Regions from separate parts of the Mus musculus genome. Here region 2 is linked to region 1. The links are chromatin contacts, called in public HiCAR-type maps. All regions are on one chromosome and are shown on one strand. Each heading gives the region's core, a stretch centred on a gene start, on an enhancer-like site or on the middle of the called end of the contact. The rest is flanking DNA. Distances are from core to core; before and after follow the strand shown.

The links. HiCAR-type assays count read pairs that join an accessible place to other places.
Region 2: a contact with region 1 is called in a HiCAR-type map of astrocytes, with 3 times the contacts expected there. The contact joins the promoter of Zfp595 here to the promoter of Cdk20 in region 1. A contact is called at or near these places in 2 of 39 promoter capture datasets (cranial neural crest and hippocampal neurons) and 1 of 115 datasets of contacts at active chromatin or transcription factors (astrocytes).

Annotation. Positions count from the first base shown.
Region 1 is chr13:64,429,321-64,436,460 of GRCm38.p6, reverse strand. It overlaps Cdk20 (cyclin-dependent kinase 20), which reads right to left and starts at 3,908. Exons shown (of 8, transcript NM_053180.2): 1 at 3,791-3,908; 2 at 3,371-3,484; 3 at 155-343. The coding sequence starts at 3,865. It overlaps 1700015C15Rik (a long non-coding RNA gene), which reads left to right and starts at 4,025. Exons shown (of 3, transcript XR_873594.1): 1 at 4,025-4,107; 2 at 5,056-5,210.
Region 2 is chr13:67,329,259-67,336,398 of GRCm38.p6, reverse strand. It overlaps Zfp595 (zinc finger protein 595), which reads left to right and starts at 3,839. Exons shown (of 5, transcript NM_177622.3): 1 at 3,839-3,932. The coding sequence starts at 3,927.

The DNA.
Region 1 (7,140 bases), core at 2,659-5,158:
GTACCTAGTCAGGGCTTCGGGACAGGGGGATAGGCAGCCAGGCCCCCATTTCCTTTAGAGCCATACCTCTGGCTGCTTACTTCAAGACCCTCTGACTGCACCCTCTTCAAGGACTAGCTCACCCCGGCCCAACAAAGCCCATACTGGTACTAACCCGATGCACAATGTTGTTGGCATGGCAAAACGCAACACCTTTGAGCAGCATCTGCAGGTAGCTCTTGACTTGTGCTGGGGCCAGGGGCCTCTGGGCATGGCGCACCACCTCTGCCAGGTCCGACAGCATAAATTCGAAAGCCAGCACAAAGCCCGCACCATGTGGGAACACAGCCTTCAGCTGCACCACCTGAGGACAGACATCCCATAAGCCTCCAGAGTCTAGACTGGCCTCCAGCCCTCCTTGGCTCCCACCCCGCTACCAGCAGCACCAATAGCCCAGGCCCTGACAGAAGACCTGGCTAGGCTGAAACAGGGACCAGGGAGCTCAGGGCTCATAGTGCTCTGCTATCCAGAGATAAGATGGCCTCTACTCTCCCACTAATTAGGGAAAAGATCAGGTGACTTAGTGGACAGCAGCAAGCATTCCACTGCTCAACCCATCCTATCCACATGGCACATCACCTAGAGAGGTACACTCAAGTACCAACTGTCACCCATTACCTCTAGGACCAGGAAATCCCAGCAACCTGGGAACAGAACCAGAAATCGCATCTCCCCCAGTGTTGGAACAATGAAGGCACATCAGACACCATAGTTGCCGATATCTTAAGGCCCAGGTTGCACAGGGCAGTGAGCTAGGATGCAAGGACTTGAGGAGCTTAGAAAACAGGGAATAAATGGAAGGTATAGGACTAGAAGGCGGTGGGACTGTGAGAGAGCAAAGGAAGTGTGTATACTTTATTTAGAAGGGGTTTGGTCACCGGGCAGTTGGTGGCGCATGCCTTTAATCCCAGCACTTGGGAGGCAGAGGCAGGCGGATTTCTGAGTTCAAGGCCAGCCTGGTCTACAGACTGAGTTCCAGGACAGCCAGAGCTATGCAGAGAAACCCTGTCTCAAAAAACTAAAAAAAAAAAAAAAAAAAAAAAAAAAAAAAAAAAAAAGAAGGAGTTTGGTCAGAGGTAGGTCTGGGGAGGAGGTCTGAGCATGGAAAACAGAAACAAAAAAGTACAAGGGCCAAAGACTAGCAGAGATGGCTAGAGGGACAAGAAGTAAGTGTCTTTTTGGAAAGGACTTGAACTCACCATGTAGAAGAAGATGACCTAATACTCTGCATCCTTCTGCCTCCACTCCCTAAGTGCTGGGATTACAGGTGTGAACCACAAAGTCCAGCTGAATAGTAGTACATCCTTTAGGGGATGAACATGTCTATTCTGTCCCGTGCTCCTGCAACCTATATGGATGCTAGTTCCTGAAGGGATGCCTAAGAAGAGGTAGCTAGTGAAGAAGATAGAAAGACTGGGGACAAATCTACTCCATGTTTTTTGCATGCATCTGTGTGTTTGGATGTACCCATGGCTGAAGTCATGGGTCTTCTCTCCTTTTTTTTAAAGATTTATTTATTTATTATATGTAAGTACATTGTAGCTGTCCTCAGATACTCCAGAAGAGGGCATCAGATTTCGTTATGGATGGTTGTGAGCCACCATGTGGTTGCTGGGATTTGAACTCGGGACCTTCGGAAGAGCAGTTGGTGCTCTTAACCACTGAGCCATCTGGTCAGCCCTGAGTCTTCTCTTTAATTGCTCTCTACATTATGTGTCGAGGCAATGTATTCCTATTGAATTCAGAGCCTTCCCAATACACTAATCTGACTAACCAGCTTGCTCCAGGGGTCTCCTGTCCAGTACCTTATAAGTACTGGACTCACAGGTGGAGTATCGCACCCACCTGACATTCACCTGGATTAACAGTTCCCACCAAGCCATTTCCCCATCCCCTAGTTTTTTGGTTTTTGTTTGGTTTTGTTTTTGTTTTTTTTTTAATGAAAACTTGGGACTAGAGAGACAGTTCAATGGTTAAGAGTACTTGACGCTCCTGGAGAGGACCCAGATTTGGTTCCCAGCATCCACATAGTGGCTCACAACCATCCGTCTCCAGTTCCAGGGAATATGATGCCCTCTTCTGGCCTCAATGGGCACAAGGCACACACACAGTACACACACATAAACACATGCAAAATGTTCCTACGCATAAAGTTAAATATAAATTAATTAACCAGGTAAAATGGCAACGTCAGGACGGCTGTCAATCATCAGCATCCTTATGGGTCTTGAACCACCTGTCCCACACATAAGCTGCCTGGAAAGCCCTTTTATTTTCAACAACAACAAAAAGGAACCACCTTAGTGAAGGTTTTATTTTGGCAGTAAACCAGCATTGGAACAAATAAAAATACACACCTACATTCAGACAGTACACATGTTACACACAGTACACATATATAAACACATATCTCATGTTATAAAGATGAGGTATGAACACATATCTCATCTGCAGTAAATTTTGAGGCACACACCACTACACTTCACAATACAGGAGCACACAAACTGATTCCATCACACATAAGCTCTCAGGAATCAGACTGAGACCAATTCCTCAGTGTCACTAGTGCTGTGTACAGGCCAGAATTTTTAGGAGGCCCCAGGGGCATTCTGGCAGTGTCACTCAGCTGCAGACCCATGAGCTGATGATAAAAGCCAAGCATTCCCCTGTGCTTAACAAAGACCCTGAAGAGAAAGAAAGAAAGAAAGAAAGAAAGAAAGAAAGAAAGAAAGAAAGAAAGAAAGAAAGAAAGAAAGAAAGAAAGAAAGAAAGAAAGAAAGAAAGAGGGAGAGAGAGAGAAAGAGAGAGAAAGAGAAAGGAAGGAAGAAAGGAAGAAAGAAAGAGAGAAAAGCAGGGTGAACGGAGGGTGACCACACATGAAAGTCTTTAAGATATCCTTCAGAACAAAGTAGGGGCTCAACGGGTGCAAACTGCTGAGAAGTCAGCATGGTTAGGGGCATAATTTAATGGCCCAGCACCTGTCTAGCATAAGGAAGGTGGGAGAGCAGGTATAGGAAGGAAAGGAGAAAACAAAAAGAAACACACACAATAGTTAAAGGGGGGGGGATGCATAAACATATGAGCAATGGGTGTGTAAATGAGAGAGAATGGGAGGGTTAAGTACTCAGGTGAGAGTGGATCTGGGAGCATAAATAAGGAGTAAGCAGGAGGGGGCAGAATGGGGATTAGAAAGGACTCCTTTAAAGTGTATACTGGTGAGTAGAGAGGGATGGAAATGAATGAAAGTGGTCGAGAAGCTGCTGTCTTGGAACCTGCCACCGGTCTTGTTCACCCGAGCCCTGCATGACCACCTGAGCCCAGCCCCACTCACATATTGACTGTCCTCTATCTCCTGCAGAGCCTTGATTTCTCTGAGGGCCTGGTTAGGAATACCATCCTCCAGCCGCCGCAAGGCCACCTTCTTGAGGGCAACGATCTCGCCAGTCTGTGCAGGAAAGAGTGCCGACACTGCCAGAGACCTTTGGCAAGGTAGGGGCAGGGAGAGAACACCCCAGGAGCGAGACACCCCACAGAGACCCGCCCCTAAGTCGGGAAGATCTGAACCGACCGCCAGGGGTCGCGCTCCCGCAGTCCGGCCGCTGGAAGCGGGATCGCCACAGATGGGACCCCGCCAAGTATCCTAAAGAGACCTCTGAGGCGCGCCCGCGCGCGCTAGCAGATCTCTACACGGAAAGACTGCAGAGGGAGCGCAGTGGGCATCCCTCGGACTGCACGTGCGGCATGGTCTCACCTCTACGTGCTTGGCTTTGAAGACGATGCCGTGGGCGCCCTCCCCGATGCGACCGAGGATGCAATACTGGTCCATGTCGGCCCGCGGTGCCCAGATCCTACTCTACAGGGATCCAGCATAGGCTCCTGCAAGCGTTGCCTAGCAATAACGCGTCTAGCAGCTGCTCCGTAAAGCACGTGACCGGAAAGACCAGTGCTGAGCTCAGTCAGGAATCTGCATCCCCTCTAGGCAGCACCTTTCCGCAGCCTTCGGCAGTCACTCTATCGTAATCTAACGCTCCAGGACGTGGCCATAGCACCACGTGACAAGAAACGCTGGTGCGTGGGGCTGAGAGGGGCAGGGCTACGCATGTAAAGGGTGTGTTCATTCGCCCAGAGGCGGAGCCTCTGGTAGGGAGGTGGATCTGGTGGAAGACTTCCAGAAACCAGCAAGAGTATCAGGTGGCAGGCACTCACTCAGCCGCTCTCTACATTTAGGCCTCTTTGTAACTGACGCAAATCATTGTTGCAGACAAGCACAGAGCTGAGTCGTGGAGTGTCTTAGTTAGGATTTTACTGCTGTGAACAGACACCATGACCAAAGTAACTCTTATAAGGACAGCATTTAATTGGGACTGGCTTACATGTTCAAAAATTCATCCTTTGTTATCAAAGGAGGGAGCATGGAGCATCCAGGCAGGTATGTTGCAGGAGGAGCATATTCAACTGCAGGCTGCTCGGAGAAGACTCGCTTCCAGACAGCAAGAGTATTAAAACCCACTTCCACAGTGATACACCTACTCTAATAAGACCACACCTGCTAATAGTGCCACTTCCTAGCCCAAGCATATACAAACCATCACATGGAGAATCACTTGGGTCTTTGGTCCCCAAAGGGCATCATGAATCCAAGTACCTTTTTTAAAAAGCTTACTAGCACTGACGATAAAGCTCCTTTGGTGAGGTGCTTGCCTAGAGTGAACAAAAGCCTTTGGTTCGACTCCCTGTACCACCTATGTTGGTTGCTCTAAATCACATCTGCCGTCCCAGTACTTGACAGGGTCTTATTAATCTACACAGTGCGATGCATCCTGCTTAATAAGAGACCTTATCTCAAAATAGAGAGAGGTGTCCACAAGTATATGAGATGACGACCAGCACCCCTACTAATTAGGAAAAATGAAATCAAACCACAATAAGATATCTTACACCCTTTAGGATGATTACTATCAGGAACGTAGATGATAAACCTGATACAGTTGTTCTGACTATAACTCTTGTATCCAGCAGGCCAAGACGAAGAGAATCTCAAGTACGAAGCCAGTATGGACAAGGTTACCTGCTAACATGGTAAAGCTGTGGAGAAATCAAGACAGAAGAGAGGGGAGAAGAACCTACACTAACGTGGGAAGGCAAGGATGCCAAGAAATTACCACTTTTGTGTGCGTTTGTTAAAAAGTGTTTCAGGGGTGGTTGCTCACTCCCTACAATCCCAATACTAGAGAGACTAGGAGTTGCAGGAGGATTGCCTCAGGTTCCAGGCCAGCCTGAGCTACAGTGTGAGACTTTCTCAAACCCAAAAGAAACGAAACTTTTAAATAGAATATGAAACTAGCCAGGCTCTATGGACTGGCTGTGGGACCCTCTTCTCAGGGAATGAGATAAGTGAAAGTTTTTGCCATACCTGTGGCACACACTACGCCTAGGTTTAAATCAGAAAAAGGAAATCCAAGTGTGGACTAGGGGGTAGAGGGAGCGTGAGGGGGCAGAAGCCCAGGAATTTGAGCTTATCCTTGATTGTATGCTGAGTGTAGCTTTCATTGGCTAATTACCTCTGAATTAAGGAGATTGTAGCATTGATATCCAAAACTAATACACTGGGGTTTTGTTTGTTTGTTTGTTTATTGTTTGAGACAGGGGCCACACAGTATTACTCTAGCTGACCTGAAACTCACTCTGTAAACCAGGCTGGCCTCAAACTCACAGATGTCCACCTGCCTTTGACTCCCAAGTCCTGGGATTAGACAAGACTATTCTCTTTGAAAAGTTTGTCTCACCCAATATTGTGAGTTCCAGACCTTTGCTGAAGCCTTTCCGCTTTCCAAAGGGACATTGGCCCACTTGCCTTGCCCTTCTTCTCAATTCCCTCTGCCTTGCTAAAAAAAAAAAAAAAGTTAAATTACATTCCTAAAGCAAGCCACCAAGGTCTGGTTCCTTCTTGGCCAATTCTTCCTCCTGAGGCTGCTACCAGTGTCCAGCTATCAAAGTATTAAAGTCGGGAATTAAAAGCCCCCTTTGGCTCACCTAATTAACATGTCCAATTAAAATTAAACACCCCATCCTAATATGGGTTTTTCCCTTTACCTTTATAAACCACCATTTGCCTATGGGCCATGTCTGTCTTTTCTCTATCCAAAAGCAGTCCTTTGTCATCCTGGGACAAATATACTTGCCTCCTCTCCCCCTCTTCTCCTTCGTCCTCTATCTCCTGTCTTTGTCTCTTATCCCCTGCCCTCTGGGGTAAATAAATCTTCGTGTTAAGAATTTGGGGTCCTGAGGCAATAACTTCCCTTTCACTGTCAACGGATGTCAGTATCGTGAGCTGAATATGTATAAAGTTCTAAAAGAGTTTTTAAAGGGAAAGAAAAACTTCTTATACTTAAAAACAGAAAGCATCATCAGCCCCCTTCCAGGTAGTGCAGCCTGTGATTTCAGCACTTTGGGATGCTGAAAGGCAGAAAGATCATGAGTTCAAAACCAGCCTGTACTACAGAGTTCAATGTCTCAGTAGCTGAGAGAATTCTAAGAAAGAAGGGAAATCAGTTTTCTCCAGGGAGAAGTCCCCTAATAGGCTATCCAGTCCAATTGGTCACTCCTATACATATAAGCAAAACTAAATGAGTTTGTGTGTGTGTGTGCGTGTGCGCACGCTCATGTACATATGTGTATATGTGTAACAATAATAATTAAAGAAGAGGTCATGAATTTAAGAGGGAGTAAGAGGAGACAGAAGAAATTGGAGATGAAATGATGTAAATACAGTACTCATTGTATGAAACTGTCAAAAAAACAAACAAAAAATACATTTAATTAAAAGAAGAAAAAAAAAAGTACTGTCCTGACTGGCAGTAGAGATCAGAGAAAGGCAAGGTGTTCTGCTGACACCTAGTGTCTGAAGCATGGAAGGCCTAAGCAGACAGAACTCAGAACAGCGTTTATCACCTGCCTGTTCCTTAGTCATTCTGCTTTGTTTCTTTATATGAGAGAGAGAGAGAGAAAAACACAGAGAGAGAAACACAGAGAGAGAAAAACACAGAGAGATAAACAGAGAGAAAAACAGAGAGAGAAACAGAGAGAGAGAAACAGAGAGAG
Region 2 (7,140 bases), core at 2,590-5,089, 2.9 Mb before region 1:
GAAAATATAAGCCAGCCCCAATTAAATGCTTCCTAAGAGTTGCCTTAATAATATTGTCCCTCCAGAGAAATGACACCCTAAGTAAGACAGAACTTGGTACCAGGGACTTGGTTATTTTCTGTGATAGGCCTCAGCATGTTTTTGTTTGGCGGAATATGGATTTGGAGAGTGTGGATTTGGAAAGCAGTGGAGTGCTTTAGGAAGGGCTTAATGGGAAATGCTAGTAGGAATATGGAAGACTTTGGTGCTGAGGGTGACTTGAACTGTGGGGGACTGGCTCAAAAGATTTCACAGACACCCCCCCCCCCCGTGTGTGTGTGTGTGTGTGTGTGTGTGTGAGAGAGAGAGAGAGAGAGAGAGAGAGAGAGAGAGAGAGAGAGAGAGATGTTTGATGAAGAATTTAGCTACTTTGTTTCCTGATCAAAATACTCTGCCTGAGGATGAAGCAATTTAAAGGGATTTAGATTAAATGTATTAGGTAAAGAAATGTTAAACATCCTAGTTGTTTTGGTTAGGGTTTTATTGATGTGAACAGACGCCACAACCAAAGCAATCTTATAAAGGACAGCATTTAATTGTGGCTGGCTTACAGGTTCAAAGGTTCAGCCCAGTATTATCAAGGAGGGAACATGGCAGAGTCCATGCAGGCAAGGTAAAGGAGGAGCTGAGAGTTCTACATCTTCATCTGAAGGCTTCTAGCAGTAGCATTCCCAGGCAGCTAGGACAATGGTATTAAAGCCCATACCCACAAGGCCACATCTACTCCAACAAGGCCACAGCTCTCAATATTGTCATTCCCTGGGCCAAGCATATACAAACCATCACATTCCACTCCCTTGCCTCATAGACTTGTTCAAACACAAGTCTCAGTGGGTCAGATATAGCCATAGCATAATTTAAAAAGTACATTTAGTCCAACTTCTAAAATCTATGCTAGTATCAACAATGTCATAAATCCAAAGTTCAAAGTCTCTTCTGATATCCATCCAAACATTTAACTGTAATCCTTGAATCAAGATAGGAAACCAGCTCAACAAACTCCAAACTCTGCATTTTCATGTCTCATGACAAAGTGGTCTTCAGATCTCCAACTCCATTTTTTTTTTTTAATCTTTGTTGACTACAACAAACTTGTTTTCCTGGATTGATTCCACTCCTATAAGTAGTATTCCTCCAGAGATATTTTATGAATCTGGCATCTCGAAAATCTTGCAGTCTCCAAGGCAACTTCAATATTGTAGCTTCTTGTTTCAGTGTCTGATATTCACAGACAATCTTCTGGCCTCCTTCAAAGGGTTAATATCCCTTCTCCAGCTCTGTTATCTGTAGCATTTGAGGCTCAGGTTGATCCACTCCACTGCCACTGATGTTCTGGGTTATCATCCCATGGTAATGACATCTTCAATACACTGGGGTCTTCTGCTGAAGCTAGGCTTCACCAACAGTAGCTTCTCATGAGATCTCTTCATGGTGCCAAGCCTCAAATCCTTTGCCTGACCCCTTCATTCCTGGGCCAACAACTGAGGCTGCACCTTCACCAATGTCCTTCCATGACCTCTCACAGTGCTAAGCCTCAGCTGCTCTTCATGACCACTTCATGCCTTCAAACCCAGTACCACCTGGGTGACTCTTACATATTACCAAGTATAGCTGCAGTACAAGGTACAACCTTGGCTATCTCTGGAACACAGTTTTTTTGTGTGCTCAGAAAATAGTTCCCAGAAGATTTCACCTCAATGATACTGGGCTCTCCTTAATCACCACTAACATCTTAGTTCCAGGTAGCCATCAATTATCCCAGTAGTACCTTCTGTTTTTACTCTAAAGCCAGAGCCACATGGCTAAAGCTACCATGTTCTACTGCTTACTGGCACTGGAACATTGGTGCCCTTATTCTATTACCGGCTTTCTGTTTTCCAGCTACCTCACTGTCTGAACTTGGCTTCCCTGGAACTTGCACTGTAGGCTGGCCTTGAATTCAGAGATCTGCATGGCCTTGTCCCTTGTAATGATGGGATTAAATGTGTATACCACTTTGCCTGGATCTAAACTTAGCTGGATGGAATCTTGTCCCAAAATTCTTCAAGCTGTTATTTTCAAGAACATAGGATTCAGCTCCATTTCACTTCTTGGTGTCCCTTTAAGACTTGAACCATATATTTTATTTGTTTTTCCTATGCTTGCTAAGCTTGTTCAAAATGCTCTTCATGAAACTTAACCAGAGAACAAAGTCTCTACTGGGCTATTTTCAGACTTCTTTTGTCAATACAATTAATATAAATCTCTTTACCTTAGACTCAGGTAGACTCATCAGACAAGGACAAAAAGCAGCCACATTCTTCACCAAAATACCACAAAAACTGTCTGTAGGCCACATCACTATCAGCAACAAAGTCTTTCATATTCTTTCTAGGATAGCCCCTTCAGCCCCATTTGAAGCATTCTACTGCTTCCCAATCCAAAGTCCCCAAATCCACATTCTTCCAGACAAATGCGTGGTCATGCCTATCACAACAATACCCCACTCCTGGTACCAACTCCTGTCTTAGTTCAGTAAATAGTACATAGCCTAGTTGTCTTAGGGTTTTAGAGCTGTGAACAGACACCACAACCAAGGCAAGTCTTATAAAAGACAACATTTAATTGGGGCTGGCTTACAGGTTCAGAGGTTCAGTCCAATAATAAGGAGGGAACATGGCAGCATCCAGGCACGCATGGTACAGGAGGAGCTGAGAGTTCTACATGTTCATCTGAAGGCTGCTAGCATACTACTGCTCCCAGGGAGCTAGCAATGGGGTTTGTAACTTTGACTCAAGCATGAACTGCACAAGAATAAGCCTTCCAAAGAAGAGATGGGAATTCTCAATACTCCATGTTTCCAGTGTAACTTCTTTAATACAGTGATATCATTTGACAGTTATATGAACACATTTCTGATACCTTTGTATTCAAGAAGGAGTTATCTTGATGTTCTGCTTCAGAGAAATGTGGGAAGTTCAAGGCAGATACCACTGATGTTCAAATATGGTGAAATATGAATGATGACAGGATCATCAGAGACACAGGAAAATTAATAAGGAACATCAAACCTAACAAAGGAAATCCTATAGTGCACAATGGACCAAGGACGCTTGCCATCCTGTTGTTTCCAACCTTTTCCCCTTCAAACCTGTGCCCAGGGATAGTGGCCTAGCCTTGGTCCACTGTGCACTATAGAATTTCCTGTGTTAGGTTTTGATGTTCCTTATTAATTTTCCTGTCTCTCTGTACATATACCTCTGTGATCCCAAGAGCTCTGTCTGCCTGCCCCCTTCCCCTTGGGAGAGATGCAGGGGAGGAAAGCAGTGCTCAGAAACCACCTGGTGGTAATTAGCTTTGAATTTTAATTTGTTTCTCTTAACCACCTGAGATGCTGCAAGACAATCAGGGTCACCAAGGATGGTTTCAAGAGCATCTTCAAGAGATAATGCTCAGTCCTAAATTAGCTTCCATATTTTTAAGTAACTGATGAATTTTCCATATGGTAGTAAAATACTTTAAATTCCTTTAAAACCACAGCGTCCTAGCAGAAATAACTAGGAAACGTGGTAAACATCACTGTAAAAGGTTCGATGCACAGGCTAACATAGGGTGCTGCGACCACCGGACTTTAAGAGTCCAAATGCCCGTGTCTGCCCATCTGCAGATCCTTGTTTATTCCTAACTTAACCTACTCACGGGTGGCAGGAATTCTGGCGGACAACAAACTAGTTCTGTGGGTTCCTGGAAGTTCTTCGCACTGACTTGTGGGAAATGTAGTCCCTACCACGTTGACGTCACCAAAAGGCTGGCTGTTCTTATCAAACTTCCGCATTTGATTTTCAAACTTAAGCTTCTCCCCAAAGTTAGGCGTCTGTCCTGTTGAGCACTGCGTTTGGATCTCTGACATGGAGGTTGGTGCAGGGAACAGCGCCATCTTGCAGATCTGAGGGACTGTGCAGGGTGGCTGGTCGGGCGCTGAAGATGATTTGAGCTGACCTGGAGATGCTGTGCTGACCTAGGCTGGGCCACTGCCCCTGGGCACAGGTTTGAAGGGGAGAAGGTTGGAAACAACAGGATGGCAAGGGCAGGCTGGGTCTGCTGACTGCCTCTGCCTGAGATGCTGAAGGGAGCGCACTCATCTTTACTGGGGAAACGTGCTCTGCCTGTGCCTACATAGCTGTAGTCAGATTCTCGGGACATACAGAACACGTGGACGTCTAGTGCCTACTAAACTTTATATCCCGTCCACTACTCCAGTTTGATCTCACAAATCTTCCTAAAGTTCTTGATGTCCAGGGACAGAGAGACCTGTGAGGGTGATTGTTTTATGGAATGTTAGTTTCTTTTCCTTTGCAATGAATTGTTGGATTTATGGATGCCTCGAGTTGAAAAGAATTCTGAAGGTACAATCCTATACCTGAATCATCACAATACATGGCTACATAGACACAGAGTAATTTTGTAACTGGTATGAACCAGTGTTTGCCCAAATATGGAATTTGCCCTTCTGCTTAAAAATCGTTAGACAATAATCCTCTTAATAAGTGTTCTGTCCAAAATTTGGACTCCTTTTCAAATATAAAAGATGAGTTGATGTGTGTGTGTGTGTGTGTGTGTGTTTGTTTTTTTCAGGGTTTCTCCACCACAGCCCTCCCCCCTATCTCAGGTGATCTTGCTTATATTGTCACTTTTCAGTCAAACCAAGGGTTAGTGAGCCAGAGCCTGGCTCGTGGCATTCAAGTCTACTCCCAGAAATCATGGGCTTCAGACCACCTTGTCCTATCTACTGGGATTTTCAATGAGTTTCTAACCATACCTAGGATAACAGACATTTCCTCGTTAACTTTGCTAATCTGTAGAAAAAAAAAATAACAGTATATGAAGTCGGAATCGCAATGCTGCCTTGTACATCAAAACATGTTCCTTACAAAGTAGAGAGAGTACAGCATTGTGCTCATATACAATTTATAGGCACCTTATGTTCATATATATTTTTAATTAAACAGCTCTATGACAGAAAAGAGAACTTAAGTGTAATTCTATGACACATTTCTGTCACTTCTGCTTTTTGGGGAGGAGTCAGGAATCCAGAGAATCAAAATCATCGTCTCCTTTATAGCCAACTCAAAGTGAGCCTAGGCTACATGAGACCATGTGTTTTAAAAAGATTCTTAGAACATAGCTTTTCTTTTTCTACGTGGTAATTACTTCTGGTTGGTCTCAGTTCTGAGCACCAGTGCCCTGATAGAAATCCATCCAATTGACATCTTCTAATTATGAAAACTTACAAATGGGCTGTAAGAAGTTCCGTCGAATGTATTTGAAATGTTACATCCAAATTTTCACTAGTATCCTTCTGTTAATGACTAGTGTTTGGGGTTAGAAACCTGATTGCATTTCTTGTGTGGGAAAGGATTCCATCTTTGTCTGGCTTGAGTATTCCTCTGTATTTGCAGGGAATGGTTGTCATCTTTGCATCATCTTCTCTGTTGTTTTCTGTCATTACCCCCCTGGTGGTTTCTTATGATTTTAAATGAATTTTCCCAGAACAGCATTCTGGCTCTACAGATGGAAAATGATAACCACATCTACCACTGTACTTCACATATGGTATCACCACCATCCAGACAGTAATCTGTGGGATTCCTTCCTCTTCCTCTTCCTCTTCCTCTTCCTCTTCCTCTTCCTTTTCCTCAGGGAGGAGTCCAGTCTCCTATGCTTGCAGTCCTGACCTTTTTCTTGCAGGCTCTTATTTCCTCCTAATGTTACTGTGACTGATGATATGAATCAGACTGACTATGTTGGTGTTTTGTGGAGCCCATAGCCACTCCTGATCCTACAATACTTCCCCCTACTCTTCAACGAGTGTCCCTGAGCTCCTTGTAATATTTGGCTGTAGTTCTCTGCATCTGTTTCTGTCAGATGCTGGTAGATACCATTCTCCTGTCTGCAAGACTAAACAGAGTATTAGTAATGGTGTTAGGCATTGGTTCTTGCCCAGAAAAGGGGTTGCAAATTGGGGGTAATCAGGGGTTGGTCATTTCCTGTCTCTTCTCTGTCTTTCTCCCTGTACTATTTGTAGGTATGACACATTTTGTGTCTAAGGTTTTCTTCACAGGTTGGTGTCCTTATCTTTTCAATTGGAACCCTACCTGACTACAGGGGAAAGCCACTTTACTTTCCAAATTCCCCACTGCTAGGAACTCAGCCAGAGTCACCCCCATAGAATCCATGGAGCCTCTTGCATCCCTGATCTCAGACTTTTTCCAGAGATCCCCCCTTCCCCTGCCCACCATCAAATTCCATTCACTCTTCTGGTCCTCTCTCCCAGAATCTCCCTATCGTATTCCCTGCCCACGTCCAACTGTCCATCCACGTCTGATGACTATTTTATTTCCACTTCTGAGTGAGATCCAAGCATTGTTCCTTAAACATTCCTTGTTACTTAGCTTCTTTGGATCTGTATATTACAGCACGTATATCCTTTAATTTATGGCTAATATCCACTTCTAATATGCATACCCATTTGGGTCTGGGTTACATTTCTAGTTCCATCCATTTGCTTGCAAATTTGATGATGTCCTTGTTTTACTGATTCCTTGTGAGATATCTGGATTGTTTGCAGTTTATACCTATTGTGAGTAAAGCTGCTATGAACACTGTTGAGCAAGGGTCCTTGTGGTGTCCTGGAAGATCTTTTGGGTATATGCCCAGCAATGGTATAGCTGGGTCTTAAAGTAGAACTATTTCCAGTTATCTGAGATACTGCCAAACTGATTTCTATAGTGGTTGTACAAGTTGGCACTCCCACCAGCAATGGAGGAGTGTTCTCCTTGATCCACATCCTTGCCAGCATGTGCTGTTACTTAAATTTCTGACCTTAGCTATTCTGATGGGTGAAAAGTAGAATCTCAGAGTCACTTTGATTTGCATTTCCCTAATGACTACATATGTTGAACCTTTTAAAAGTGTTACCTAGCCATTCCTCTAGTTCTCCTGTTACCTAGAAATTCCTCTGTTGAGAATTCTCTGCCTAGCTGAGTACCCCATTTTTTAAATGGGTTACTCAGTTTGTTGATGTCTAACTTCCTGAGTTCTTTGTTCATTTTGGATATCAGC